2 separate regions of the Mus musculus genome follow, and region 2 is linked to region 1. Evidence: chromatin contacts called from public promoter capture Hi-C data. All regions are on one chromosome and are shown on one strand. The core of a region is the stretch at or near the end of the contact, and the rest is flanking DNA. Distances in the headings are between cores, read along the strand shown.

Region 1 (6,874 bases), core at 2,995-5,494:
ACATGCATTCTCCTTTTTAAGTTCTTATTAGTTTCCTCTTTCTGTATGAATACTTAGAAAAATAACAAAGATATAAATTTACACAAGGTGAAATCATATAGCCAATGCTACAAACCCAACAGTTTTTTCTAGGGAATAGGATCATGACTTTTTCTTCTCTGTATTGTTTGAATGTTTAGACTAACCATGAACTTAGCCAAGTAATACAAAAGCAAAAGCAGAAAATTCAAGTTTGAAAAAGTATTATGCAAGCCAGGTGGTGGTGGTGCACACCTTTAATCCCAGAACTGGGGAGGCAGAGGAAGAGGCAGAGGTAAACAGATCTCTGAGTTTGGGGCCAGCCTGGTCTACAGAGTGAGTTCCAGGTCAGCCAGGGCTACACAGAGAAACCCTGTCTCAAGAGGGAAACAAAGTACTATGTGTCTACAGTGACTCTCAGACCTTTCAGAGGAACCAGACTCCACAGGCACAGCTCGGTCCTCCCCTGCAGCACCATACTCTCCAGAGAACTCAGACCTGCACACGCCCAGGTTAGGAAAACAAACTATGTCATCCCGACCTCAAGTGAAGAAGAGATTCTTAAAAAATCATTTCAGAGCTGGGCATGGTGGCGCATGCCTTTAATCCCAGCACTCGGGAGGCAGAGGCAGGCGGATTTCTGAGTTTGAGGCCAGCCTGGTCTACAAAGTGAGTTCCAGGACAGCCAGGGCTATACAGAGAAACCCTGTCTCGAAAAAAAAAAAAAAAAATTTCAGGGGGCTGGAGAGATGGCTCAGTGGTTAAGAGCACTGACTGCTCTTCCAGAGGTCCTGAGTTCAAATCCCAGCAACCACATAGTGACTCACAATCATCTGTAATAGGATCTGACAGCCTCTTCTGGTGTGTCTGCAGACAGCAACAGTGTACTCATATACATAAAATAAATTTTTAAAAATAGTAATTTTAGCAAGCATGCCTAGGAATGGGTTTCATATGGCATTTCATACGCATGTATCATTATACCTTACTCTAATTGGTTCCCTTCCCTTACATCATGCCCCGGGCCTCTGCTGGCTATTTACCTATACCCCTACACCCCCAAGTCTCCCTTCTGTTTCCACGTCACATGTCCATTATCCTCTTTATCAACCTTCCCTTTAAAATCTCGTCGTCCTCTCAAACTCCTTCTCTATCATGATCCATACCCCACACAGTCACACAAATCTAATTCTGAACCTAGAATGAGCTATTTAAAGAGAAAAGGAAAGCTACGTGAGTGCTTTCCCTACCATCTATCAAGCAAGTGACTTATGGCTGAAAAGGGAAAAGAGTTTGCAAGTGACGACGTTGGAGCTGGAGAGATAGACAGGCAGCAGGCAGGAGCACTTGCTGCAATTCCAGACGGAGGCCTGCGTTTTATTTCCAGCACCCACATGGTTCCACCCATTGTAAAATCATCTGTTACTCTGGTTCTAGAGGATCTGATGCCCTCTTCCGACCTCTATGGGCATCAGACATGCAAGTGATGCAGAGACAAACATGCCAGCAAAACACTGATACACAAAAATTAAAAATAATTTTTTAAAAAATGTATTTTTCAAGTGACCAAGTTGAGGACTGAGAACACAGGCTCAGAGGGGCGGAGCTTGCATCTCCTGCTCAGAGCCCTGGGTGTGATTCTTTGCAATGCAGAAAAAGCGACAGGCAGCAGGTTCTCGGGAGTACTCACGTGGTCGAAAAAATGAATCACGGCGAGCTTCTTGCTGCGTCTGGTGAAGACCCGCTGGACTTTAGCGATTTTGCTGAAGTGTTTCTCCAGGATGGCTCTGTCGTTGAGGTAGTCGGGGATGTTCTTGCACTGGATGGCTGTGAGCTCTAAAGAAGACACGCCCCCGAGGCTGTAGATCCACTCTTCCCTTCGCTTACTCTGGCGCACAGACTTTCCCCTGAGAGAATCTGGAATTTAGAGAGCAGACAAGTAAGTCTGTCAGGGACAACACTTCCAGGCAAAAGGAGCCACCACGGGATAAAAGCCAAGATCGTGGGACTTAAAATCAAGTGACCACAAGGGACCTCACAAGAGCTCGGCAGCACACTTTTGTGGCACACACATGTTTAGGACTCACCTTCTTTCTCATCTCTACTTTCTTCTTCCTCTTTAGTCACAGCTGGAAGGCGGGAAGGTACCATGGTGGACTGACTCCCTCCTGGGACGGCCGCGTGGTCACTTTCCCCAGGTTCCGCAAAGCCACTCTCCTTGGATTCCTTGCTGCCCAGGCGGCCTGCCTCTTTATTGCTTTTGAAGACCTCCTGTATTGTCCGGCCAAACAAAGTACCTCCCCGGGGTCTGTTGAGGCGGACTGGCCGTTTATCTGGGGGATGGTCGCCCCTGGACAGGGGATCAGGGTCTTCTGCTGCCTCGTGGCAATGTCTCCTCGGGGAGCGATCCTGGTCCTCTTTCCTCTTTAATCCCTTCATGAGGGTGGGAAGTGGCTCCACCTGGGAGATGGCTTCCTCACATCCTTGGCGGAGGCTTGGTTTGTTAGCTGGGAAGGGCTCCCCCAAAGATCCTGGTGACGCTGTGGGGAAAGTACTGAAGCTACTGTTTGAGCTTCCAAACGCTGACGTAGAAACCCTCTTCTCTTCTTCTACATTTTGGTTAGACAAAGGAGAGGCAAAGGCAGGAGTATTACTAGTAACTGGTTTCGAAAAGATAAAACTTGAGCTAGTCACCGAACTATTTGTCACCTGTGGGAAAGAAAAAGGGGTCAGGCCTCCAGACCCGCTACCAACGGGATGGGAAAATGTAAAAAATCCAGAAGAAATCTGGCTCTGGGTTTTTTCTGGCTCTGACTCAGGCCCCGGTATCGGTTTGAAGACTGCATTTTCCAGAGGTTTAAACTTGAATTCCGTCTTCCGAAAGCCAGAACCTGCTACTTCTCCGGTTTCTGGCCCAAAAGTAGCGCCACTTGGGAAAACCCCAACACTAGAGGTTGACTTAAAGCTGAATGCCGTATTGCCGGGCACAGAGGAACTCGAAGTAGCTGCGAAAGAAGGTGTGGATTCGAGACTAGAGAAGAGTCCCACACTTGAGGTTTGGGTGAGTCCAAATGCTGGCAAGGAGGAAGAATGGCTTCCTCCAGAGGGTGTTGCAAAGCTTGGTACTTGTGAAAACGCCAGGCTCTTGCTGGGTGTGCTGTTCTGTCCAAAAAGGGAAGGCTGGCCAAATCGAAATGGTGATTTAGTCTGATATGTTCCCGTGGTGCTGGAAGATACCGCAAAAGCACTGGGCTGCTGCCCTCCGAAGGGGTTCACCGGGTGCATCTTCAAGCCAATTATCTGAAGGCAATAAATATGGACTATACACAAGTAGCTCTCCTCTTTAAATTATCTGTTGCCAGGGGAAGCTCTCCTTCATCCTCAGGATGACCTGGAAAAAAAAAAAAAGGTTAGGACATCACAGCATATTTTGCTCCAACTCTTAAATCACAGAAATTCTAAGACAATTATTTAAAAGGCAAGGGCACAACGGGCCGCCGACCACTCACAGATCAACAGGTTTTGGACACAGGGTATTAGAAATGGATTATGGTGTAAGGGAGGTTTAAAGATTTTTTTTTCTTTTTCTTTTCATTAAAGACAAGGTCTCGTAAAACGGGCTTGGTGGCGCATGCCTTTAATCCCAGCACTCGGGAGGCAGAGGCAGGCAGATTTCTGAGTTCAAGGCCAGCCTGGTCTACAAAGTGAGTTCCAGGCCAGCCAGGGCTATACAGAGAAACCCTGTCTCGAAAAACCAAAAAAAAAAAAAAAAAAAAAAGACAAGGTCTCGCTTAGCCCAGGCTTGCCTCAAGCTTACTACAATCAAGCACAACCTTAAGTTCCTTTCTTCTGCCTCGGTCTCCCTTCTGCTGGGACCACAGGTGTGCTCCAGCAGGCTTAGGTGAAGCCTGATCCGTTATGATTAAAATAAAAATGCAAAGCATTTTATTCAATTGATACCTTCTCGGGGAAAAAACAAGCAAACAAACAAACAAACAAAACCTCAGTAATAAGACGGGAACACATCACTTATCAGATTCTTGCGATCTCCAAGGCAAAATAAATAAATAAATAAATAAAAACACAAAAACCGTAATTTAAAATGTTACTGCTTTGGGTTCCTACCATCTCATTTTTCTCCCGGTAACTCGAACTTGCGATGCCCTGGTCTAGAAATAATAGCTTTTTATCCCCGATGCTTAACACTCCGGAAGCCGGCCGCTAGGTTAACAGACGCCTTCGAGCGAAGACTAGTGAAGGCCTTCAGCAACTCGGCAAAGACACAAGGGACAGCGGAGGCCGCGGAGGGAGGAGCAAGTCCGCCAGATACGGCCACTGTCGCCAGCGCTTGTGCTCGCCCACAGTCTGCGTGCAGCCTCTACCGGGCCCACCGCACCGCAACAAACCGGCCACTGGAGCGGGCTCTTGGGTGTGCGCTACGGACATCAAATTTGTAGGACCAACTTCCGGTCCTCCGCATCCGGCTTCCGCTCTCTGGGGTGTGCTGCTGCTGATCTTCCGGCAGGCGGCCCGCCAGACCCCCGACCTTCTTCACGGTCGGATTCGGTAAGTGCACGGCGATCCCGCATTGTGCGGCGTGGAAGCCCCTCGTTCGTGCGTGGATCCTCCAGCCTGAGTGCCCGAGAGACGCTGGACCCACAGCGACCCCATTTGCTCACCCACACTCATCCTCACCTGGTCCTGCACCATTGCAACCGCCCCAAACCACTTGCCTTATTCTGCACGTTGTGCCCAGTCTACCCTGTTTATTAGTTTCCTAGGGTAAATAAAGGTGATTTCCCTTAGCATTGCCACCAGATAAATCCCATCAAATAAAGTTTTATTGTGAGCGCGTGTGTGTTTTTACATAACTTATCACTCTCTAGTAGTTACGGGTCTTTTCTCGAACTTTAACCACAGGTTCCTTCCAACCATTTTTTTTTTTTTTTAAAGGGCTGGGTGTTCTTCCCGAAATGAGTTTGGTGATTAAAAATCTGCAGCGGGTGGTCCCCATCAGAAGAGTGCCACTTCGCAGGAAGATGGATTTAGTCAGGAGTATCTTAGGAGTGAAGAAATTTGACCTGGGGATCATCTGTGTTGACAACAAGACTATTCAGAACATTAATAGGATCTACAGGAATAAAAATGTCCCAACTGACGTGCTTTCTTTCTCATTTCATGAGGTAAATATGTATACCTCATATTTAAAATAAATATATATGTATGTATATATGTTCTTCTCGTACAGCTTACCTTCCTTCCAGAATAGTTCCTGTTAATTACATTACAGATCTGGTTATCTTTGATTTTGAAGTTTTCTGGAAATGCACTGAAGTCTAGCCTGGTGTGACTGTGCATGCCTTTAATCCCATCTATCCAAGAGGCAGAGGCAGTCGAATCTTTGTGAGTTCAAAGCCACCTTTGGTCTGCCTGGTTAGTTTAAGGCCAGACAAAAGCCACATAAGAAGCCCCTTTCTCAGCCGGGTGGCAGTGGTGGCACACACCTTTAGTCCTAATGCTTGGGAGGCAGAGAAAAGCAGATCTCTGAATTCAAGTCCACCCTGGTGTTACAGAGTGATTAACAGGACAGCCAGGGCTACAAAGAGAAACTCGGTCCAAAAAAAAATCCTCTCTATCTCAAAAACAAGCAAATAAAAAACAGAAATGAAGCAATATGACATAGACCCATTAAGTATGTCTAGCCCTAAACATCACAATTCCTCTATGCAGGGACCACTCTCACTAACTCAGTGCCCTCAGGAAATTCAAATAAGAGTGTCTGCAGTTTTAAGTGTACCTCAGTAGTAAATGCTTGGACAGAAAAGTAAAAACTGGTAAGCATTATCAACAGATTCCCTTGCGATAGATAGCTACAAGGAACCACATTGTCTAAATAGCTTCCCCCATTGTTAGCAGAAGAAATGGGAATACTCCTTTTGGGGAATGAATTGGTAGTAAATGGTGCTTCAAAGGATAGAAAAGAGAAGGAAAGAGCCAAGGATGCAGGCTTAACCCTGGAAAGTTAAGCCTTGTGATTGTGGCATAAAATAAGGTCAGGCACCCGTGCAGAGTGGGCATGGTGGTCAGGCAGAGACAGGACAGGACTCGAGGTGTGCGTTGGGAGAGGCTGGATGCAGTAGAATCAGTGTCGCCTGCTTCTAACTGCAGACAGGATTGGGCTATAGCCCGCACAAGATGGGTAGAACAGAGCCCAGCAGAGGGGACTGAAGGTCTACAGCATGTCTGAAGAGGCCACAGCTAATGAAGGATTTGTTTCTGTATATATATATATAGTGGATTATAGCATACACACGTTTCTTCCCCTGTCAAAGCAAAGTTCTTTCTGCTTTTCTCTTTTTTTTTTTCCACCCTTTGGTTTTTCGAGACAGGGTTTCTCTGTGTAGCTCTGGCTGTCCTGGAATTCACTTTGTAGACCAGGCTGGCCTCGAACTCAGAAATCCACCTGCCTCTGCCTCCCAAGTGCTGGGATTAAAGGCGTGCGCCACCACGCCCGGCTTATATGTAAGTACACTGTAGCTGTCTTCAGACACTCCAGAAGAGGGAGTCAGATCTCGTTACCGATGGTTGTGAGCCACCATGTGGTTGCTGGGATTTGAACTCCGGACCTTCAGAAGAGCAGTCAGTGTTCTTACCCACTGAGCCACTCTCCAGCCTGTTTCCCTTAACAGGAAAAAATGGCAGGCACACAAGTGGGGAAAGAGTGTGATTGTGTCCATATGCCAATTCAATGATATTGAATGTGACTTTGAGAGGGGTTGGGGGGGTGAGTAGATAATTTGATAAAAACAGCACGTGAGGGTCACTGTGTGATAACTGCATTCCACCCCCTCAGACT
Region 2 (7,488 bases), core at 2,337-4,836, 1.5 Mb before region 1:
CGTGTCGTGTCGTGTCCTGACTAAAATGGTCCGAGGAACTTCCTTTTCCCTGGCCCTTGTGGGTGAGGATGTGGGTGTTACTCAGAGACCGGCTTTGACCTCTGACAGTTGGATGGTCCTTCCCGGGTTGAAAAGGCCAATGACTACTCATTCATTCCCAGACCACAATCAGGCCTAGGGCTTCAGAACACTCCCCACCCACACTTCAACCCCGCCCTCATCTTGACCACACCCCACCTTCACCCCTGGCCCCTCCCACCCTGCAGCCTAGACCAGATCCTGGAACACAGGGCATAGCAAGGACCTGGTCCTTTGACCTTGGCCTGTGTTCTGGGATCTTAGCAGCCCTGGCACGCGCGCCTGCTCGAGAAGGGTCTGCTGATGGTGGTTTTGAAACAGGGCCATACTGCTTCCACTCTGGACTCTCCAGGAGGCAGAATTTATCCTTTTTCCCTTGTGAGTTTACTAACTTGCTCCTGACTACTGGAAAGTTGGCTGATTGCTAACTCCCAGGAGACAGCCCACTGCCTTTTGGATAGCATAGGCTTCGCTGTGCCAACTGTAACACAGGAGGCCCAATTTCCAGTCCCCTGAACTTTGGGCTACCGGTTTTACTGAGTCGTGAGTCCGAGAGACACACAGCATATTTTGGCCCTGATTGGGCAGCAAGGGCTCCTGCTTCAGAGGGCAGAGCCTGACAGCAGGGTCGCCACTAGCATGGATAACCTGGGAATAGCCGGCAGTGTAGACCTACTTCAGATAGTGAACCCATGTTTATGTTTTGAGGACCCATCAGGCAGTTTGCTTTCTCTCCTCAGTGCCTAAGTGCTCCAAGCAGACCATTCTGGTCAGCACTTGCCATCTGTAGATGGATAGTGACCTATGGTTCTTCTAATGAGTGAGGTGGAATCACATTGTATTTTTAAGAATATAAATGAGCCAGGCGTGGTGGCACACGCCTTTAATCCCAGCACTCAGGAGGCAGAGGCAGGCTGATTTCTGAGTTCGAGGCCAGCCTGGTGTCTACAAAGTGAGCTCCAGGACAGCCAGGGCTATACGGAGAAACCCTGTCTCGAAAAAACCAAAAACAAAAATAAGACTATAAATGGGAGCCAGGAGTGGTGATACATGCCTTTGCAGAGACGGGGGATTTCTGTGAGTTCATAGGCAGCCTGGTAAACACATTGAGTTCCAGGCCAGCCAAGGCTACATGGAGACTCTGTCTCAGGAACAAACAGGGCTAGGGAGATAGATGGCTCAATAGTTAAGAGCACTGACTGCTCTTCCAGAGGTCCTGAGTTCAATTCCTAGCAACCACATGGTGGCTCACAACCATCTGTAATGAGATCTGATGCCCTCTTCTTGTGTGTCTGAAGACAGCTACAGTATGCTCATATAAATTAAATAAGTTTTTTTTTTTAAAAAGAACAAACAAACAGAATCCAGAAGGGCACACATGTATATACACATAGGTGCTAAGATGACAGGAAAATGATGATCAAAAATGTTGGTGCAGCGGCTACTTGTGAGGGCTCTATAGCCAGTATATAGCTTTTATGCTCCTTTTTTGATGTTTCTAGTCCATTGTAAGCCACATTAGACATTAGTATTTTCTTTTCTTTTCTTTTCTTTTCTTTTTTTTTTTTTTTTTTTTTTTTTTTTTTTTTGGTTTTTTGAGACAGTGTTTCTCTGTATAGCCCTTGCTGTCCTGGAACTCATTTTGTAGACCAGGCTGGCCTTGAACTCAGAAATCCGTCTGCCTCTGCCTCCTGAGTGCTGGGATTAAAAGCGTGTGCCACCATGCCCAGCTAGTATTTTCTATAAACTACTTTGAAACTTGAGTTTACAGCAAGTTTTTCTCTCCTAACCTTTTTTTTTTAAAAAAAGATTTACTTATTTATTATATGTCAGTACACTGTAGCTGTCCTCAGACACACCAGAAGAGGGCATCAGATCTCATTACGGGTGGTTGTGAGCCACTATGTGGTTGCTGGGATTTGAACTTCGGACCTTCGGAAGAGCAGTCGGGTGCTCTTACCCACTGAGCCATCTCATCAGCCCTCTTATAACCTTTTATGCAGGAGTTATAACCCCCCTACAATCCAGTAAAACATTTTTTCTTTTTTTTCTTTAGGTTTATTTATTATGTATACTGTGTGTATGGCCTGCCTGTATGTATGCCTACAGACCCGAAGAGGGCACCAGATCCCATTACAGATGATTGTGAGCTACCATGTGGTTGTCAGGACTAGAACTCAGGACTTCTGGAAAAGCAGCCAGTGCTCTTAACCTCTGAGCCATATCTCCAGCCAAAACACCTCCCCACTCCCCACCAACAAAAGCCCTGTTATGTTCTTAGAATTTGAGTTAAACGGACCGCCCCTTCCTTCTTTCCTTTATTCCTTTTATCCCTGTTCTTGGTTTCTTTGTATAGCCTTGGCTGTCCTGAAATTTGCTCTATCGACCAAACTGACCTTCAAAGATCTGCCTGTCTCTGCTTCCTGAATGCTGGGATTAAAAGCGTGTGTCACCACTGCCAGACAATAAAAATAGCTCTTAAAGAATTTAGCAAAACCAGGCAAAAATCAACAAACTGTCAGGGTCAGATGGGGTACCCTCATCTCTGCAGGACAGCCCTACCATGGCAGCCCAGATCCAGCGCTCTGGACTGTGGGTAGCTTTCCTTGAGAGTCCTGGATCTGACCATTGCTCCACCAGCTTCGAATCCCTCTAACCAATCCTGAGGGGCTGGTTCCCCACTTTGTGCTCAGGCAAAGGCCACTCGCCTGAACCAGGAGCTGTGAGAGTTGAGAGAAGCGGCAGGTTTAGCAAATCACCCTGAAGTAAAAATGCTACGCTAAGTGTTTCTCTTTCCAAATCCCCAACTACATTCAGCAGTCGCGATGGGACGAATCGTGGCTATCGTCTCAGATACAACTGCAGCTTTCCTATGTTTTCTTTTGCTCTCTTTCTCCCTTTCTCCCTTTCTTTCTTTCTCTTTTTCTTTCTCTCTTTCTTTCTTTCTTTCTTTCTTTCTCTCTCTCTTTCCTTCTTTCTTTCTTTCTTTCTTTCTTTCTTTCTTTCTTTCTTTCTTTCTTTCTTTCTCCTTTTTTTGTTTGTTTGGCTTTTTTCCTTTTCCTTTTTTTTTTTAACTTCGGCTCGAAGGAGACTGTTGCAAGCCTAAATCAACTCAAGGAGCGGCTTAGGAATTCTCACCCAAGCCACACCTGCATCCCCGGATGCTGGCCAAGTGGGATTTAAAATGCCCGTGAGACTTGGCTACAGGTTTCCTTTAACAGCGCCTGGACAGATGTAAAATCAGCTTGCTGTAGCATGAACTCCACTTGCCCAGAAACTTCAGTCAGGCTCAGGTTGTGAACTTCATTTGGTGAGGACGTTGATCCTAGCTGCTGGGTACCTGGGGAGTTCGGTGGCGGGCCTGGGGAACCAGGGTTCCGGAACCGCTGCGCAGACATTTGTAGACTGGCGTGCGCTCCGCCTTTCTTAGCGCAGCTACCTTCTCCAGCAGCCACTAGAGGGGCGACCAGGTCCCCGAGCCTGTCAGTCAAACGTTATACTGGGGGCGGAGCCGGGGCGGGGCGGGACAAACCGGGTACACAGGCAGGCGCACGGGGCGGGGACAGGCGACAGCGGCGCGGAACGCAGAGCGGCGGGAGAGGAGCTTGGGCTCCTGGTCTCCGCTGCCGCCATGGCTACCGTGGACCTGGAGAAACTGCGGATGTCGGGGGCTGGCAAGGCCATTGGAGTGCTGACCAGCGGCGGTGATGCGCAAGGTGATGGGACGCGGGGGCGTGTTTAGGGATGGATCTGGGGTTTCTGCCTGTCCTCGGAACCCTTCGGGCTTGTCCACTGCCCCTCGCCTAGGGATCTGGGGTGTACTTGGCCAGCCAATCTCCTGTGGAGCACCGTGGCTTCAGGTCCCTGTCCCCAAGCTCCGCCCCGGGTAGCTGGCGTACGTGCTGCAGGCCACGGGCCTTGGCACGCCCCGCCCTCGCGCTGCCTAGGTCCGCCCGGTTTGGGGGTGTGTCCGCGCAGCACGCAGACTTAGGGCACCGGGCTATTCCTTTCTAGGCCACACGTGTCAGGACCTCTAAGAGAAGCACAGCCGGCCAAGTTTCACAGGCCGGAATTTGAAAGGATCAGGGACCCTGTACCCTCCCCCGTGCAGCCTGTGATTCCTACCTTCTCTGTACTGGGATGGGGTGAGACTGAGGCAGGCTTGCCCACACGCCTTTGCCTGGGCTGCTTCCTGTCCCTTGGATGGAGACTTAAGTGGAGAACAGAGGGCGTGGAGCGGGGGTATTTTTTTACCGGTGTAACAGGGCAAGCACCACAGGGCTAATAGTTGAGGGTGCACAGCCTCTTCTCGGCCTGGTAAGGCTAGGGAAAAGTCTGGGCTTGGGAGGATCTGCCCTCTTCTCAGCCCCTCTCTTGGTGGCCTGGTTCCAGGCTGACTGCTGATGTGCGAAGTCTGTGGCTCTAGTTGGGTCCGGCTGAAAAGAAATACTACCCAGTTGGGGGCTGAGGAAGACACGTGGAGCTTCAAGGGGCTTGGCTTCCCTGAGCACTGCAGTTGAGCTTCGCCATTTCCTTCCAAACATTTCAGGAAATACAGACACACATGCTCCTAAGCGGGGTTCCTGACTGCCCAGCCCTTACCTAAGAGATCGGTAGGAACAACACAGGATAGATACATCTTACAAGCATGATTGCAAGTCCAGGAAGGCAGGAAAAAATGTCACTCTGACTCCCATAATGCTGGAAATCTCAAATCTCTGTTGGGTCCCCTGGGCCTGGTCTAGGCTGGCAGTCAGCATACCCTTTTTCAGGGCTGTTTCAGCTTGTACATCCCAGTGCTGTCACTGAGACTGGGCCGGGGACCTGTGGAAGAATCACCCATGGTAGTGGACCACAAGAGAGGCCCTGACTAGGCCCACATCACCCATTAGATAGGCATTTCAGTGAGGCCAGCAGAGTCCTGAGTCCCATTTGTAGGGCTCCTGCCTCTGGCAGGCATAGATAGGCTATCCACCTCAGGCTCCTGTCTGAGCAAGGGAGGCCCCAGTGTCTGAGGGATGGTAATATTGAGTGGTCTCTGCGCGAGGACTTCTGCTGCCTTCTGTGAGAGGCAGCTGCCAGGCCAGGGCCACCAGGGTGACAGACATTTGTTTTGGAGGCTGGTGGAGGAACCAGAGACAGGAGGCCCTTCCTGGTCAGGAGAGGGTAGGCAAAACCTGCTTACATTTCCATTCTGGCTTCAGGGCAAGATCTCTACAGGTTTTCCCAGAGTCCTCTTTGGGTAGGGTCAGTATCAGTGGGCAAGGGGCAGCAGCTGGTATGGGACAGAGTGGAGCCTTCTGTTGCCTGAATTCTGGAAGCGCCTGTGGGTGTGTTCCCCAGGCCCTGCTTTCTTCTGTGCCCAGTCAGCTGCTGGGCTCCTCATGCCTTCTGTGTGCTCACGGAGCCCCATCTGCATGCAGTGAACATGTGAACACCAGTCCTCATTTGAGAAGGCAACACGGGCCTAGATCCCAGTCCTGGCCTGGCTGGAGGTAACCAGCTCCTTGGCCTAACCTGTGCGCTGCCTCTGGCCTATGAAAAGGTTTCTTTTTTCCTTTGAGCCAGGCAGGAAGACCCATCCTTTTCAGACCCAAGTCTCTCCCTTCCTGTTGGCCAAGAGTCATGTTAGGGAACTGAGGAGGGCTGCTGTTCACCAAAGTCTGTTTGACTGGAGGACTTTGTTTAAAAAGAACCACAGGTAGAAAAAAAAAAAAAAGCAAAACAAAAAAACCAATTAACCAAACAACTGCAACAAACCAGCCTGGCTAATCTCAGTCACATCGAAGCCTGGTCCACTCTGGCTGTTCCTTCCCGTCTCTTCCCAGTACCTAAATTGCTCTGTGGTTCTGTCTTCCCTGAGGTCAGGGGAGACCCTGATTTCCTGTTTGTGTAGCGAGCTGCCTGCGCTGAGGGGGGGGGGGGGGCGGTTCTGGGATTGGACACAGACTTTTTAGCTGATAAGTAACACTTTGGTAGGCCCGGGATCATCTCTTGGTGTCTGTATAACACTTTGTTTTCCCAAAGGTCTCTCTCTGAGGTAATTTTTGCAACAAATGCATATCCAGCCTTTGGCTCTTCAGAGGGCAGCTATGGCTATCCGTTGACAGACCAACAGACAATGCCTGCTGCCTGCTAATGGCTCTTTGATTGGGCCTGGTCTTTGCCCTTTTCCTTTCTGAGAAGGAAAAGCAAATTGAAGTGCAGTTGAAAAGGCCTTTAGCTGGGTGCAGTGGCTCAGGCCTGTAATCCCAGTAATTGTGAGGCTGCGGCAGGAGGATTGTTATGAGTTCTGGGCTATAAAATGAATTGTGGGGACAGCGGCACACATAGAGGGTGGGAGTCCAGACCTCTGCCACAGTCTAGCATGCACAGCAGAAACGTGACATTAGCACTGAAGGCCATGCTGCCCCTTCTGGCCATCCCTTGTTCCCTGGCCTCAGTGCAGAGCAGAAAGTGTCACTGGGTGCATCAAGCTGGGGGGTGCCCCTGTCCTCCAACCCCAGACTCTTAGCCCATCAACACAGTGACTGGCACTCTACAGAGTGGTTCAACAGTAACAGGAACGCTTTGCCAAAGCAGCTTTCTTGCGGCCCTCTCGGGCTTCTGCTCTCACAGGTCCCCTCGAGGACCCTGTTCTAACAAGAAGGGCCGTCTCCATGAGAGTTGCTAGCTTGTTCTCTGCAATGCTGAGAACTGCTTGGGTTGGCACCTGTACTGTGTCTAGGGCTCAGTGTAGGCTTTGTTTTAGGATGTAACGGAGGGGTAAGCTGTACATGGCCCTGTGCTACCCTCCACCCCCACCCCCACCCCAGCCACCTTCCAGGCTGCCTGGTTAGATACCCTTGACAGCTAAGACTGGCCTTCCCAAGAGTGTGTGGCTTCCCCTCCCCTGGTTGGTCTCTGGCATCTTCAAACTCTATCTCAGCTGCTAAGGCTCCTATCCTACCTACCAGGACCTAGGCTCCCTCCTCTGGGCCTGCTGGCATGGGCTAAGGGGAAGAAGGAAGCTTGGTGGTTGCTGCAGACTGACTAAGCTCATCTCTCAGAGGGAGCCAGCAGCCTACGCCTCAGCCTTGGCTGTGGACTCTTCTTTCTAGGCCTTGGAGCTTAGCATTCTGGGTGTGTGGGATGTCCCCTGCTCCCTCCAACCTCAGCCTCAGCACTAATACTGCTTCCCATCTGCCTAGGGGACTGGAGGCATTTGTTGCTTCTGCAACAGTGACCTTTCCTGCTGTGGGTCCTGGGAAGGTGTGAGGCAGAGCAGAAGTAGAATTTCCAGTCAGGTGGGAGGACACGGGGAGGACACCCTTCAGCTAGGTACAGCCAGTGACCCTTGGTGCTCTGCTCAACTGCTTGCTGAGGTGTAGGGGGAGGGGTATGGCCAGAGAGGCAGCATGGTCTTCAAAG

The links. Promoter capture Hi-C pulls out the DNA fragments that hold promoters and counts their contacts.
Region 2: a contact with region 1 is called in a promoter capture Hi-C map of liver, with 7 times the contacts expected there. The contact joins the promoter of Pfkl here to the promoter of Ybey in region 1. A contact is called at or near these places in 1 of 39 promoter capture datasets (liver) and 1 of 115 datasets of contacts at active chromatin or transcription factors (embryonic stem cells).

The regions. Positions count from the first base shown.
Region 1 is chr10:76,466,484-76,473,357 of GRCm38.p6, reverse strand. It overlaps Ybey (ybeY metallopeptidase), which reads left to right and starts at 4,244. Exons shown (of 5, transcript NM_172550.4): 1 at 4,244-4,584; 2 at 4,972-5,201. The coding sequence starts at 4,992. Mcm3ap (minichromosome maintenance complex component 3 associated protein) reads right to left here and starts at 4,456. Exons shown (of 29, transcript NM_019434.3): 1 at 4,144-4,456; 2 at 2,106-3,409; 3 at 1,709-1,935. The coding sequence starts at 3,303.
Region 2 is chr10:78,005,905-78,013,392 of GRCm38.p6, reverse strand. Pfkl (phosphofructokinase, liver, B-type) reads left to right here and starts at 3,586. Exons shown (of 22, transcript NM_008826.5): 1 at 3,586-3,794. The coding sequence starts at 3,710.